Linked DNA regions of Mus musculus: region 1 is linked to region 2. Evidence: chromatin contacts called from public promoter capture Hi-C data. All regions are on one chromosome and are shown on one strand. Each heading gives the region's core, a stretch centred on a gene start, on an enhancer-like site or on the middle of the called end of the contact. The rest is flanking DNA. Distances are from core to core; before and after follow the strand shown. Region 1 holds the start of Cdh1 (cadherin 1). Region 2 holds the start of Pla2g15 (phospholipase A2, group XV).

What was found. Promoter capture Hi-C pulls out the DNA fragments that hold promoters and counts their contacts.
Region 1: a contact with region 2 is called in a promoter capture Hi-C map of embryonic stem cells. The contact joins the promoter of Cdh1 here to the promoter of Pla2g15 in region 2. A contact is called at or near these places in 7 of 39 promoter capture datasets (the 3T3-L1 cell line, 3T3-L1-derived adipocytes, the SN4741 cell line and 3 more) and 6 of 115 datasets of contacts at active chromatin or transcription factors (bone marrow-derived macrophages, embryonic stem cells, extraembryonic endoderm stem cells and 2 more).

Annotation. Positions count from the first base shown.
Region 1 is chr8:106,599,914-106,607,316 of GRCm38.p6, reverse strand. It overlaps Cdh1 (cadherin 1), which reads right to left and starts at 3,967. Exons shown (of 16, transcript NM_009864.3): 1 at 3,775-3,967; 2 at 2,910-3,030. The coding sequence starts at 3,822.
Region 2 is chr8:106,144,873-106,151,912 of GRCm38.p6, reverse strand. Pla2g15 (phospholipase A2, group XV) reads right to left here and starts at 1,559. Exons shown (of 6, transcript NM_133792.3): 1 at 1,300-1,559. The coding sequence starts at 1,426.

The sequences.
Region 1 (7,403 bases), core at 2,718-5,217, 450 kb before region 2:
CCTATCTCAAAAACAAACAACAAAAACCCAAAACAGAAAAAATAAACAAATCAACCTAACTAAAGGATATGCTTGGGTAGTGGAGGGGTTTGGGTTTTCAGTTTTTAAGATTCTGCATTTTAGAAGCCAGAGATTCTACAGGCAAGCTTACAGGGCATCGGGACGATGCTAACAGAGCTCATCAAAGCCTGTTTGTGACCTTTAAGCCACCTGTGTCAGATTCTCAGAAGCCTGCATAGTGGAACCTGGAGCCAAGGTCACAATCCTCGGTTTCCCCAGAAGGTCGAAAGAGTGTCCCCACCTTCCTAAATGAAGGCAATTCATTTTCAATTTTCTGGGGTGCAGTGTGTGATTTCTGGAAAGATACCTCTGATCTAGCGCAATCCCACACTCCACTGGTGCAATTAGACCCCGGGTGAGCAGTGGTGGAGTCTCAGACTTAAAGGGAACTGGAACCAGCCGCGGGAAGCATGGAAGCTTGTGGGATGCTGTGTGGAGGGTGCTTCTCCCACCTAAACCACCGGCGGGGGCGGGGCTCTCTACCTCCCACTGGGTGTGCTCTCAGCGGGGTGAAGTGGCTCCCTGCCTTTGGGGGCGGGGGCAATGCTCTCAGCGGGGGCTCTCTACCTCCCGCGGAGCATGTTCTATCTCCATCAACACCAGCCACTCTCAGCTCCCCCTACGTTAAGACCTCTGTCCACAGTCTATTTCACAATGGACTGTTTTCCCCAAAAGCACACACATATCCCTCCCTCCCTCCCTCCCTTCCTTCCTTTCCACCCTTCTCTCTTTCTTTCCTTCCTCCTTCCTTCCTTTTTCCTTGTTTTTTTTTTTAAAGGTCTCATTTCACTCTGTAGCCCAGGTTAGTCTGTAACCCACTACTTAGACCAGGCTGACCTCAAACCTACAACTTTTAGCAATCCTCTTGCCTTGGCCTCCCAAGGGCTGATCACGAATGGGAACCACCACAGCTGCAGCTCACACACTTCACTTCCGGGAGTGCAGGTCACAGGTGTGACCACCGCTGGGGCAGCTCACTCACTTCCCTCTCTTTTGTTTTGTTTTCATCCCCTCTCTTTTTGAGAGAAAAGAAAACCAAAAAGAGGAGGACCAGTCGTAGATGCTTCAGGCTCCTGATTTCCTTGAGGACTGGAATGGTGTCCACCCTCCAGAAGTTCTCATTTTTACCTTAGGTAAATGACTCACTCGCCTTAAGGGGCGTGAGTGAGCAGGTGGTACTATCAGTTTTTAAGTGATCTTGTCACTGATATGCAGTGGTGTGAGTGACCAGACACTAGCACGTAGAGGTGTAAATTAAAGCTGGGTCAGCGTCAAGGTGACCCTGGAATCCCAGCACTGGAGTCTGAAGCAGGAAAATCAAACTGTGAATTTCTGACCAGCCCATGTCACACAGGGACATCCTGTCTCATAAACAAACAAATCGACCCAACCAACACACTGGTGGTTAGGTGCCTGGCTAACATGTAACAACAGGCTGAAGGTTTCATCCTTAGCACTGCTACCAAAGACTGTCGTAACTCAGGCACACATACGCATCAGCAAGCCACCAGGACTTGCACTGATCCCTAATATATAAGCATTCCTGTCTCCAAGCCCACCAAGCTCAACCCTGAGTGACACGACGTCTACTTATTTATTCTCAGACACTCACTGCGGTCCTTGGAAACATCCTAGAACACTCATGCCTCGCTAGCCCATCCCAACGTGCCACTGAAGGCAGGCCGGATGCTCCCTGCTCTCAGCAACCTACCAGAGGCTCAGATTCGTCCTTGGGCAAGAGTCACGTGGAGACTGGCTGAAGGATCCCTGACCATTCCAACCTCAGGACCACAGGGCTGCAGCCTTTCTGGACCCAAAGAAAGCTCCACAAAACCAGTCAGATCTCAGAAAAGCAAGTTAAGACCAACCAGTCGGGCCGCTATTTCTCTGTAAGGTGCACCACCAAACCTGGACCCAACTTCCAAAGCTCACAGCAAACTTTTAGACACCATCATGAGTGCTGTAGATTTTTCAGGTGGCTTACGACTGGAAGAAGAACCTCGGTGAATCTATTCCCAGAAAGGGATTGTGTGTGACTTCTCCTTTTAAAATTATTGCTTTTTGTTTATCATACTTTGGGGATCAACTAAAATCATGAGGGGGGAGGTCATTTTGGTGCAAAAGAAGCACCTAGAAACTAGGGAAAATAGTTAAAAAAGAAACAACATTAACAAAAACCTGGTCCTCTTGCCTTGCTCCCAGCCATTCCCTACAGTTATACAAAGAAAATTCTAGATTATCACAATAAGACCTCAATATATATTGAGTGTTTGAATGTATGAGTCAGAGCTACCTTTTCTTTTTTTTTCTTAAAGAAAACAAAAAACAAAAAAACAAAAAAACAAAACAAAAAAAACCTATTCCTTGGGAAAGCAGCACCTGTATCGAGTATTTTTATCCTTATGAACAAAAACCACAAGTCATTATGAACCGGTTCCTCAGTGACTATACCTAAATAGTGGGAGTCAAATCCCGGTTCAAATGCCTGCCCTGCTGACCCTGTGAAGTCACTCTATGAGCCTCCAATTGCTCATCATTAAATGGAACTACAGTCCAACTGGCTCTACCCAGCAGGTTTGGCGGTCTGAAATGATAGACCGGCTCCAGTAATCAGTTGGAGGAATACCGATGACCTCTAAATACCCTTGGCCCATTTCTGCCCCGTATAAATAGCAGAGCCAGACATATCTACCTTGATCAACCACAATCGATAAATAAGACTCCCAAATCTGCCGTAAATTCCAAGGAAGAGTTTTGTCCATTCCACCCTACCAGCATGGTAGCACGATTTCTTGGCGCCTTCACTACCCGACCCCACTCGGCCGAGTAACACCATCAGTTTCCCTTACCTCTGCCCAGGACATGGCCTCTCTCCAGGTGCCTCTCCGGCACCGGGAAGGTGTAGACCTCGGAACTGAAGCCGGGACTGCAGGACTCAGGCTCCAGCTCCTGGCAAAGCCATGAGGAGACCTGGGATGGAGGTAAAGTAAGCAAACTGGTGACTTGAGGGGGTTCCCAGCAGCCCACACCGAAACCAAGGGTAACCCTTCCCTCGCCTCGGGCGCCGGGATTAGTGGGGAGGACCCCCCTCAGGGCACACAGGGACGCTATCCGCTCATCCCGAAACCAGCCGCCAAGCTCCAAAAGCCTTTGGGGGAGGGGACATCTGGGGCCACCACCTGGCAACCTAGTCCACCTTCCTCTCCTAGCTCCATTTGCATCTCACTGGAGACGCCTTGACTCTTCCGGACACCACTTTCCTTCGACCGCGAACGGTCTCAACGCACACCCGCAGACTCCTCTCGGGTACCCCAATCTACGGTCCCTCCCTAACAGGACAGGTGCTTTTATAATACTAAAATCCCTTCCCTTATCTCGGATCGTCCGCGCTACTTCAGCACCCCACCTTCTACAGGCAGGCCCCCATCCTGCTCCACGCCTCCTCTGTCTCAAACAGGGACCCTGCTCAACCCGGGGACCCGGGAGCCGGCAGCGTGGCGCGCCCCCACCTGGGAACCTGCGCCAGAGGCGACCACTCCGCGCCCGCCTGGACCTCCCTCCCACTCCACCGCACTCAGCCCCGCACCGCGCAGCGCCCAGGGCGATCTGGCCCTCCGGATCCCAACTTTCTTGGAAGAAGGGAAGCGGGACCACAGCCGGCAGAAAAACACAGCGAAGCGGATCATGGGGCACGAGTCAGGACCCTCCACATACCTGCAGCAGGAGCAGGAGCGCGGAAAAGCTGCGGCACCGGGCTCCCATGGCGGACCCGGCAGACGCCGAGCAAACACTGAGCTCGGGTGCGGTCGGGCAGGGCCGGGTTAGGCCGGGCAGGAGTCTAGCAGAAGTTCTTGGGAACTCAGTAGTGCGCCGCGGCTCCCACACCAGTGAGCAGCGCAGAGGCTGCGGCCGCCAGGTGAGCCCGCAGGCACCGCCCCCGGCGCCGCTGATTGGCTGGGGACGCACCTGCAGGTGGCAGCCAAGGAACTGCAGGGCCCTCAACTTCCTCCACCCCTGTCTGTAGTTGGTGGCATGGGGCCGGCCTTAGAAGACTTCCCAGCTTCCTATTCCACGGTCGTTCGAATCCTAGCCTAGCTGTGCTCTGACCCACGGAGACATGGAGTTACAAAGGACTTTATTCATCATCTAGGTTTCCGTTTTGTTTCTTATGTTTTTATTTTCTTTGGTTGGATGAGTTTGTTTGCTTAGGGATTTTAAATGACATTTTAACATGGGGGGAGGGGTGCGTGCGCGGGCGAGAGCGCGATCCTGTGCTCGCAAACGCACGTGCCACAGACCGATTGTGGAGATAAGACGACAGCCTTCAAGAGTCAATTCTCTTCTTCCACCAAGAGGGTCTTGGGATTGCATTGCCGCCATTGGCCTTTACTGACTGAGCTATTTCTCCGACGGTTTTATTTTGTTTGGTAGCTTTTTTGTTTGTTTGTTTTCCAACTCAGGTGGGCCTGGAATTGTCTTAGTCTTAGCCATCCTCCTGTTTCAGTCTCCCGAATGCTGGGATTGCACAAGTGGGGTACCAGACCAGGCTAATCTAATTTTCTAACACCTGACCGGCTCCCTTTTGAGACATAGCCTTGCTATGTAGCCCAGCATGGCTTTAAACTCATCATTGTTCAAACTCAGCCTTCTCACTTCTGGGATGGAGCTACAGGTACCCACTACCTTACTGCCCGGCTAAAATCTGTTCTCTTAACTTCAGTTCTCAGGACTAGGTAACCCAGACTGGCTTTGACCTTGGGACCCCCAAGTAGCAGCATCCTATGCATCCCACATCCATCAGGTTTTTTGTTTTGTTTTGTTTTGTTGTTGTTGCTTTTTATTTTAAATCTTTTACTTACATTGTTCTCCCTCCGTGTATGTCTATGTGAGGGTATCAGATCTCCTGGAACTGGAATTACAGACAGCTGTAACTACCATGTGGTTGCTGGGATTTGAACCTGGGTCCTTTGGAAGCAGCCAGTGCTCTCAACCACTGAGCCATCTCTCCAGCCCTCCTCATCAGTTGTTCTGTTGGGTTTTATTTTTTAATAATTTATTTTGTTTATGTGTATTGGTGTGAGGATGTCAGGTCCCTTGGAACTAGAATTACAGCCAGTTGTGAAATGCCATGGGGGTGCTGGGATTTGAACCCGGTCCTTTCGAAAGGCAGTCAATGCTCTCAACCGCTGAGCCATCTCTCCAGCCCTCTCCCATCTGAGCTGGAAGAGATGTTACTCAAATCTGTTATTTACCTACAACTTGATATCGTGTAGCAAGTCAACGTGTTAAAGGAGGAAAGTCCAGAACTCAAGCTCTCCTGTTCCAGAGATTGAGACGTTTAATACCATAGTCATGGCATAGCCACCTGCACCTGAGAATTCTGTCCCTGGTACATAATTTTAGGATCAAAAATAAAATAGACAAATATTAGATTAGTTTCCCTGTCTGCCTATGGCCTGCCATGTCCGTGTTGCTTGGATATATGAAAACAAAGGCATCTCTCATTCCTATTGGTCCAACCTTGGCAAAACAGAGATTGGGGATGTAGCTCATACATGAGGCCCTGGGTACCACCCTCAGCACAGTGTAAAGCAGGTATGGTGGTGCCTATAATAGGCACATAGGGATTACACGTAGGCAGGAAAATCGTGACTTCAAAGCCACCCTCCTCAGCGACAAACTGGATTTGAGCCCTGAGAATCTCAAGAAGCAACCAAAAACTACAAAATCATATATCCCTGCCAGTCACTAGCCTGTATGGCACTGGGCAAGTCCTCTTCTGTACTAAGGCCAAAACAATCACTGAGGTGTGGAGGCTGTGCCTTTGAAAGGCCCAGCCCTATCTGACCATCAGTATTTCCCATAGTGTTAATGGTGAACCTGAGCCCACAGAGAGCACAGCCTCATCTATAGAGGTGCTGTTTCTAGCCCACGTAACCCACACTAATTCTGCCAGCCTTCCCTGCAGGCTGACCGCTCTGTTTTAATGGCTTTCCAAGCACGCGCACACGCACACACACACACACACACACACACACACACACACACACACACACACAGCAGCAGCATTTTGGATTTCCGCTTCTTGGTTCCCTCTGCTTCTTAGCCCACCAGGCAGCTCAGAGGGCGAGGACTCTGGTATTTCCTTTCCCACTGAAGCTCCTGCCCAGATCATGCCCTGAAAGAGAAAATGGAAATAAAGAAAGGGGCGTCTTCTCTCCACGGGGCAGCCTCATCGTTTATTTTATTTTTCCTCTCAGTTACATAAAAATACATATTTTATATCATGGCTGGGTGCAGGGAGTCTTTGGAGCGTTGCTTTCTTTTGCCCAGCCAAGCACTGGCCTCGGAACTCCGAGATGACTCTTCATTGACCCTTCCATTACACAGTGATAATTCAATAAAAAGGATTTTAGACAACAACTAAGGGCAGCAATACAGGTCAGGTCTAATGCACCCTTCAGATTTCTCATCAAGTCCTCTGGAGAGGGACAGAAAGGGTCACTCAGTGCCTCAGCCTGGCTATGCAGGCTGACAAGAAAGCACCAAGAGGCTCCCTATACAGTTGGGGCTCTGTGCAGTAGTGACCTTCCTCAGTTTACCCTTCTGTCAAACAGGCATAAAACTTCAATTGAGTATGAAGACTCACCGAGCCAGTAGGTAGAGACTCTGCTGCAGGAACCGAATTATGCACTCTCCCCTCCACCCGCGGCTGCATTTATGAATCCATAAAAGGGTGGTATTGATAGCATTACATTAGGAAGGTTCTCGAGTGGTGGTGGTGGTGGGAGATGGGGGGAGTGAGATAAGGTTTCCAGCCCAGGATAGCCTCATGCTAACTATGTAGGTAAGGCTAAGCATAAACTTCTGATCTGCCTATCCTCTTCTCCCAAGCACTAGGATTTCAGGTGTGTGTCTCCTCCATACTGCACCAGACTTCCCAAGTTAGTAGGAATAAGTGAGAATCCAACCCAGGGCCCTGAGAATGCTAGGTAGGCACTCTACATATTGAACTGCACGTCCGGTCCCTTGGAAGATTCTCCTTCATACTCTAACACACTTTGTTGTTGTTAGTAGAAAATGGAACCCAGCACCCAGGCTATGGATAGCTATATACCCAGCCCTTTTTGTACTTTTTTTTGAGACAAGATCTCCACTAGTTGCCAGGCTAGCCTTAATCTCACTCTATACAGCCCAGGCAGACTTTGAACTTGTGACTATGCTGCCTCAGCATCAACTGAAGGAAGGCTACAGGCTTGAACCACCAGGCCAGGTGCTTTGTAACACTGCTCAGCAACAAGTCTAGGAAAACAGTCTATGGGAAAAAACACACATGAGCACCC
Region 2 (7,040 bases), core at 310-2,809:
AGCCACCTTACTTCCTGCATATTCCAGGAAGGCTTCCCCAGCGCTCCCACACCTCTCTCTCTCACCTCTCAGGATGACCTCTCTGAGAGGCACTATTACTACCATCCAGGAAGCTTGAGAGAGGCAGGTCCAGCTGTATACAAATCTCAAAGGGAACCTAGGCTCAGAATCCCCCATCCCCTTCGCTGACCTAGAATGACATTGCTTTTCAAGAGAGGGTTTCTCAGCTAGGCATGGTGGCATACACCCTTGATCTTAGTACTTGGGAGGGAGAGGCAGGTGGGTATCTGAGTTCAAGGCCAGCCTGGTCTACAGAGTGCGTTCCAGGACAGCCAGGGTTACACAGAAAAACCCTGTCTAAGACAAGACAAAAAGAAAAAAGGGAAGAAAGAGCACAGGAATTTATGCTCCAGCAGAAAGAAAATATATATATATATACACACACACACACATATACATACATAAACATATATATAGCGTACGTTTCAGCATGTCTCTGTTCTCAGGAGTCCTGGCCAGCGAAACACCAGTTCAAAACGACTTCCATTGGCTGAATGGGGCATCTAAGACTCCTAGAGATTTTAGCCTGGCCTATTACCACATAGAAACATTGTTATTTCTGTTCCGCTGCCAAGTCTAAGACAGAAGAGCAAGTGGGCAGGGAATGTCACCTGGCCTCAGTACAGCCTAGAGTAATTAGGTCTGGAAGCGGAGAGTGGAGGCATGCTCTCAGACTCCCGGACTCCCTCAACGCCAGTTCAAGACTGTTGTCCCAACCCCATTCCTCTCTCCTCCCTTCCCTTAGCCACCCTGTTTCCCTTAGGCCATCTCCTCGAAAGTCAATACCATCCATTCCATAAGCTGAGAGCAGAGAAATGCTTTTGGGGGCCAGCGTGGATAGAACTTGCTACCACTCATTCCCTGTGAAATAGAGAGGGTAGGAGGTAATGACCGATTCTGAGACTGCCTAGGAACCCGCTGAAGTAGGGTTGAATTGCCTCAGTCTTTCCAGCTAAGAAATGGGGGCATGGCGAGGCAAGGTTTGGAGCTGTTGCAGTTAGGTGGAGTGGAAAGCCAGACATTATCTATTCCCTTTACTCTCACGTTTCAGAGGGCTCCAGACCACACCCATGCCCGGTATGGCGGGAGGTGGGCTAACCGAACTGACCCAGGTTAGAAACCAAATGCTCTGGGTTTCGTGCTTAAAGCAGATGCACAACAGAGCAGTTGGCCCACCAGACCCTGGCTGCACTGGATCCTGCAGGATCCACCCACCACCACCCTGAACACGAGTCTCACCCAGCACCACCGGGGGGTGACGTTGGGCCGGGAGCGTCAGGTCTGCCAGCATCATTAGTAGAAACAGAGGTAACAGGAGGCCACTCCGGAGCTGGGTCTCGCGACAGGTGCAGAGATGGCGATCCATGGCGTGAGACTGTGGTCGCAGGTCCAAGGGGCTGCTTTAGAGATTAGGGATCGTGCCTAGGCCCGGGCCGCAGCTCAGCTAGTTAACCCCACCGCTCGCAGATACCAGTCAATTAAGACCCGCCTCTTGCTAAGGCTCTACCAATTGCAACTCTCCGCCACGAGCGTCCCTCCCACCGGAGCTCACCACCCGCCCATGCCCACCTCCGGGACTTTGCTGCGCGCCGAACGCATCGATCGACCAACCGATGGGAGCCGCTTATCATCCCAGCTGTCGCCCTGCTCCTACACAGCCCCATCTCACCTCACCGTGAACCCAACACAGAACAATTCTCAAAGTCCACTCAAGTAGTTCTCATTCCTAATTCCTAGCCTTCCCACAGCACAAGGACCAAAAACATGCCCTTCATTTGCTATGGGTGAATGGTCTCTAAACAAAAAAAGAGGAAGTTAGTGTTTTGGAACTCGGGTGACCAGCAGCTGTCCAGGACCTTTATACGGCCTTTACACTGGCATCCCCAGGGGCATCTAGGTTTGGCCGCCCACGTCCAGAAAACTTTTACTGTCTGCCTTGCCGGTAGAAATGCATGTTAGAACCCAAGAAGCAGGTCTGGGAGAAGAAGCTAAAACAGCCTTTCTTTCTTTTCTTTTTTCTTTCTTTTTCTCTCTTTCTTTCTTTCTTTCTTTCTTTCTTTCTTTCTTTCTTTCTTTCTTTCTTTCTTTCTTTCTTTCTTTCTTTCTTTCTTTCTTTCTTCCTTCCTTCCTTCCTTCCTTCCTTCCTTCCTTTCTTTCTTTCTTTCTTTCTTTCTTTCTTTCTTTCTTTCTTTCTGTTTTGTTTTTCGAGACAGGGTTTCTCTGTGCAGTCCTGGCTGTCCTGGAACTCACTTTGTAGACCAGGCTGGCCTTGAACTCAGAAATCCGCCTGCCTCTGCCTCCCAAGTGCTGGGATTAAAGGCTTGCGGCACTACGGCCCAGAGATCAGCCTGTTTCAAACGGTCTGTCACTCTGTAAGTGCAGCACACGAATAGAGTTGGGAGTGGTTTGGATCTGAAAGTCTGAACCATTTCTCTGTAGGATTCCCCTGCAAAGAACAGGGCTCGAGAGCTCATGTTGGCACTTTAGCCCCTGTCCGCGCAAGCCTGAGGACTCAGGAAGGGCATAAGACTGACTGGAGCGAGGAGCTGGGGCCCAGACGGTAGTAGGCAAAAGGCTCAACACCCAGTAATATGCCAACACTCTGGGGGTGAACTGACCAGTGCTTCTGAGAAATAACCCTCTACATACTTCCTTCTGAAGGCCAACTGTGCTTCTGGGACACTGCTTGGTCCCAAGACTTCTGCTCCACCCCCCACCTCTTCCTTCCCTCTTCTTGGTAAACAGCTGACCCCACGTTAATGCCAACAATTCTAGTTTTTATAGCAAAATAGGAAGTTATTTATTTATTAAATTGTATTTTGGTTTTTTGAGACAGGAGGATTTCTCTCGGCCGTTCTGGGTATCCTGGTACTCACCAAGCTGGGCCCCAACCTTACAGAGATCCCCCTGCCTCTGCCTCCCTAGAGCTGGCATTAAAGGTGTGTGCCATCACCTCACAGCTTAGAAAGTTTTGTTTTGTTTTGTTTTTAAACGATCTATTTGTTTTATTTAGATGTATGAGTATTTCTGCCTACATGTATGTGTATCACATACATGCCTGGTGCCTGCAGAAGTCAGAAAGAGGACTTCAGTCTAATGTAATAGAGTTACAGACAGTTGTGAGGCACCATATAGGTACTGGGAATCAAACTGTAGGCCTCTGGAAGAGCAACAAGTGCTCATAACTACAGAGCCATCTCTCTAGCCCCAGAGAACAGGGCATTTTAAAGCCCACTAACCAATACATTAGGCCCCACTGCCTCCTACTTTAATCTCTTGCATCTGTAAGAGGTTGCTACAGACTGGTCTGGTGAAGGCCAGTACAGAGTCATCGAGACACTCTGCCAAGACTAGGAACAGTCAGAAGTCCAGAGCCAAGAGGGGGTGGGGAGGTGCTAGAAGGCTTGGACAACCTTGGGCATTGGCCAGTATGAACATCTTGGCTAAACTATCATCCTCAGATGACCACAGTCCCAGAAGACCACAGACTTCAGAAGAGTGGCACTGCTTTCAACTCTTTCAACTGGGATTTACTGATGCACCACCTCCCCAAGCACCCAAGCTATTAGGAGTCAGGATTGCTACGGGAATGGCTAACCGTGACCTTTGCTGGCACTGTGGACAAAATCGGGAGTTGAGCTCCCTCCCTCTTTTTAAAGACAAAGGTTTACTACATGGCCCAATGTCTTGGCTGGTTTTCTGTCAACTTGGCAAAAAAAAAAAAAAAAAAAAAAAGAGAGGGAACTTCAGTTCAAAAAAGCCTCCAGAGGATCAGAATGTGAGCAGTTAAGCCTGTAGGAGATTTTCTTAGTGATCATGGGAAGGTCCAGCCCACTGTGGGTGGTGCCATCCCTGGGCTGATGGTCCTGTGTTCTCTAAGAAAACAGGCTGAGGCCAGGGCAGTGGTGGCACACGCCTTTAATCCCAGCACTCGGGAGGCAGAGGCAGGTGGATTTCTGAGTTCCAGGTGAGCCTGTTCTACAAAATGAGCTCCAGGACAGCCAGGGCTACACAGAGAAACCCTGTCTCAAAAAACAAAACGAGGAGGCAGAGGCAGGTGGATTTCTGAGTTCGAGGCCAGCCTGGTCTACAAAGTGAGCTCCAGGACAGCCAGAGCTATAAAGAGAAACTCTGTCTCGAAAAACCAAAAAAAAAAAAAAAAAAACGAAAAGGAAGAAGGAAGGAAGGAAGGAAGGAAGGAAAGGAAGGAAGGAAGGAAGGAAGGAAGAAAGAAAGAAAGAAAGAAAGAAAGAAAGAAAGAAAGAAAGAAAGAAAGAAAGAAAGAAAGAAAGAAAGAGAGAAAGAGTCCTCAGGCTTGTGCGGACAGGGGCTAAAGTGCCAACATGAGCTCTCGAGCCCTGTTCTTTGCAGGAGAATCCTACAGAGAAATGGTTCAGACTTTCAGATCCAAACCACTCCCAACTCTACTCGGAGTGACAGACCGTTTGAAACAGGCTGATCTCTGGGCCGTGGTGCCGCAAGCCTTTAATCCCAGCACTTGGGAGGCAGAGGCAGGTGGATTTCTGAGTTCAAGGCCAGCCTGGTCTACAAAGTGAATTCCAGGACAGTCAGGACTGCACAGAGAAACCCTGTCTCGAAAAACAAAACAGAAAGGAAGAAAGGAAGAAAGGAAGAAAGGAAGAAAGGAAGAAAGGAAGGGAGGAAGGAAGAAAGAAAGGAAGGAAGGAAGGAAGGAAAGAGGAGGGGGGGGAGAAAAGAAGAGGAAGAAAAGAAAAAAGAAAACAGGCTGAGGAAGCCATGAGGAGCAAGCCAGGAATTCCCATCTTTCACAGTGACCCTGCCATCTCTTCAGTCTTTGTGTATGTGTGTGTGTGTGTTTGAGACAAGGTTTCTCTGTATAGCCCTGGCTGTCCTGGAATTCAGTTTGTAGACCAGGCTGGCCTCGAACTCAGAAATCTGCCTGCCTCTGCCTCCCAAGAGCTGGGATTAAAGTAGTGCGCCACCACTGCCGGACTATCTCTTCAGTCTTTGTCCACAGACTTGACACTATCCTAAACTCTGCACACCTAAAATGATAATACATATATGATAAATACACATATATGGTAGATACAGATATGTGTGCTTAAGACTCTTAAAAGGATTTATTTATTTTATGTATATGAGCACACTGTTGCTGTCTTTAAAGAGTTATTTACTATTTATGCTGTCTTCAGATACACCAAAGAGAGCATCAGCTTCCATTACAGATGGTTGTGAGCCACCATGTGGTTGCTGGGGATTGAACTTGGGCCCTCTGGAAGAGCAGTCAGTGCTCTTAACTGCTGAGCCATCATCTCTCCAGCCTGTTCGTGGTTTTATGAGATGGGGTCTCTCTATGTTATAGTGTTTGTCCTAGAGTCCCTATGTAGACCACTGGGCTGACCTCAAACCCAGAGATCCCCTGCCTCTGCCTCCCCAGGTTTGGTATTAAAAGTGTGTGGCACCACACCGAGCTTGGTTTTATTATTTTAAATGTCATGGAGTAGGGGAGGTATGTGGCCATGAACAAGAATACCCTTGGAGGCCAGAGTTATTGGATCCTATGGACTTGAGTTGCAGGCAGTTGTAAGCCATCCACTATGGTTGCTGGAAAGCAAACTTGGGTCTTCTGTAAAAACCGCATGCTCTTAACCACTGAGCCAATCTCCAGCACCAACTTCCTGTTTTTCTAACCTACAATCTTAGGATAGTCAATAATTCTTTCTAACCTACAATATTAGTCAATAATTCTTGCCTGCTTTTACTCTTGCAAAGCCAAACTACCCTCGTCCCACAGCACCTCTGCTGCTGGCTTTCCACTTTATCCCCTAATTCTGGAGGAATGCACTCCGTGTGCCAGTGGACACCATGAATCATTAAGTTAGGCCCCACCACTCATTCTCCTTCTGTGGTGGCTATTCCTGGTTGTCTACTTGACTACATCTGGAATGAGCAACATACAATCCAGAAATGGAAGGCGGGCTTTGTGATCCAGATCTTGAGTCTGGAAGACATAGGACTCTGACCCGGATCTTGACATGGGATAACACAGGCCTTTGATCAAGATCTTGAGGTATAGTGGCTGTGAAAAGTTTAGGCCCATGCTTTAATCCCAGGAGACCTCCAGGCAAGCAGATCTCTGGTTCAAGGTCAGCCTGGGATAGAGTAGATTCCAAATGTAGGCGTATACACCTTTAATCTAGGCCATAAACTTCTGCTGGAGGCCTACATAAGGACAATGGAAGAAGGAAGGCTTTCTTCTTTTTTGCCTGGTTGCACTTACTTGCCAGCTCATCTGTTGGAACTTCTTCAGGATTCCAGCTTCTGCAGAAGGCCAGCTGAAACCCCCAGCCTTGTGGGATTGAGCAATTCCTAGATTCTTGGACTTCCCGTTCACAGCTGCCAATTGTTGGGGTAGTTGGACTGCAGACTATAAGTCATTCCAAAAAAATCTCCTTTAATATACAGAGACACTCCATAAGCTCTGTGACTCTAGAGAACCCTGACTAGTACACCCTCTAACTCACAGCCCTTCCATGATGTCCCTCCCTTTCCCAGTGAGAACCTTGAGGACTCCGGCTCATTTTCTCTGGTTAATCTTGCCTTCTCTCAAGCCCACTCTACCCTCAGCCTCTGACTTCTTGCTGGCTGGAACAGGATCCTATGATACTTCTGAGCTCGCTGCAGTGACACCGTGCATTCCATGGTTAGGGGGGTCTCTGCTGAACTCTTCCCTTGGGCTTCAGAAATGGCGCACTTCATCTGAAGCACCTTTGCCTGCCTCCCACTAGGCCATGGTCACCAGGAGAGCAAGCTATCTGCCCGGTGACCTAGCACAGGACAGATGTTTAACATGTTAAATGTATGAATGGCGTGCGCTCTCCACAGCTCCCAAATTTCCTAGGAAAGGTCCAGGTTCCTGTCTGGCTTAGAAGAGGAGAAAAGAGACTGAGAGGTGAAAGGGATCAGTTTGGGATCTGGAAAAGAAAGAGGGTATT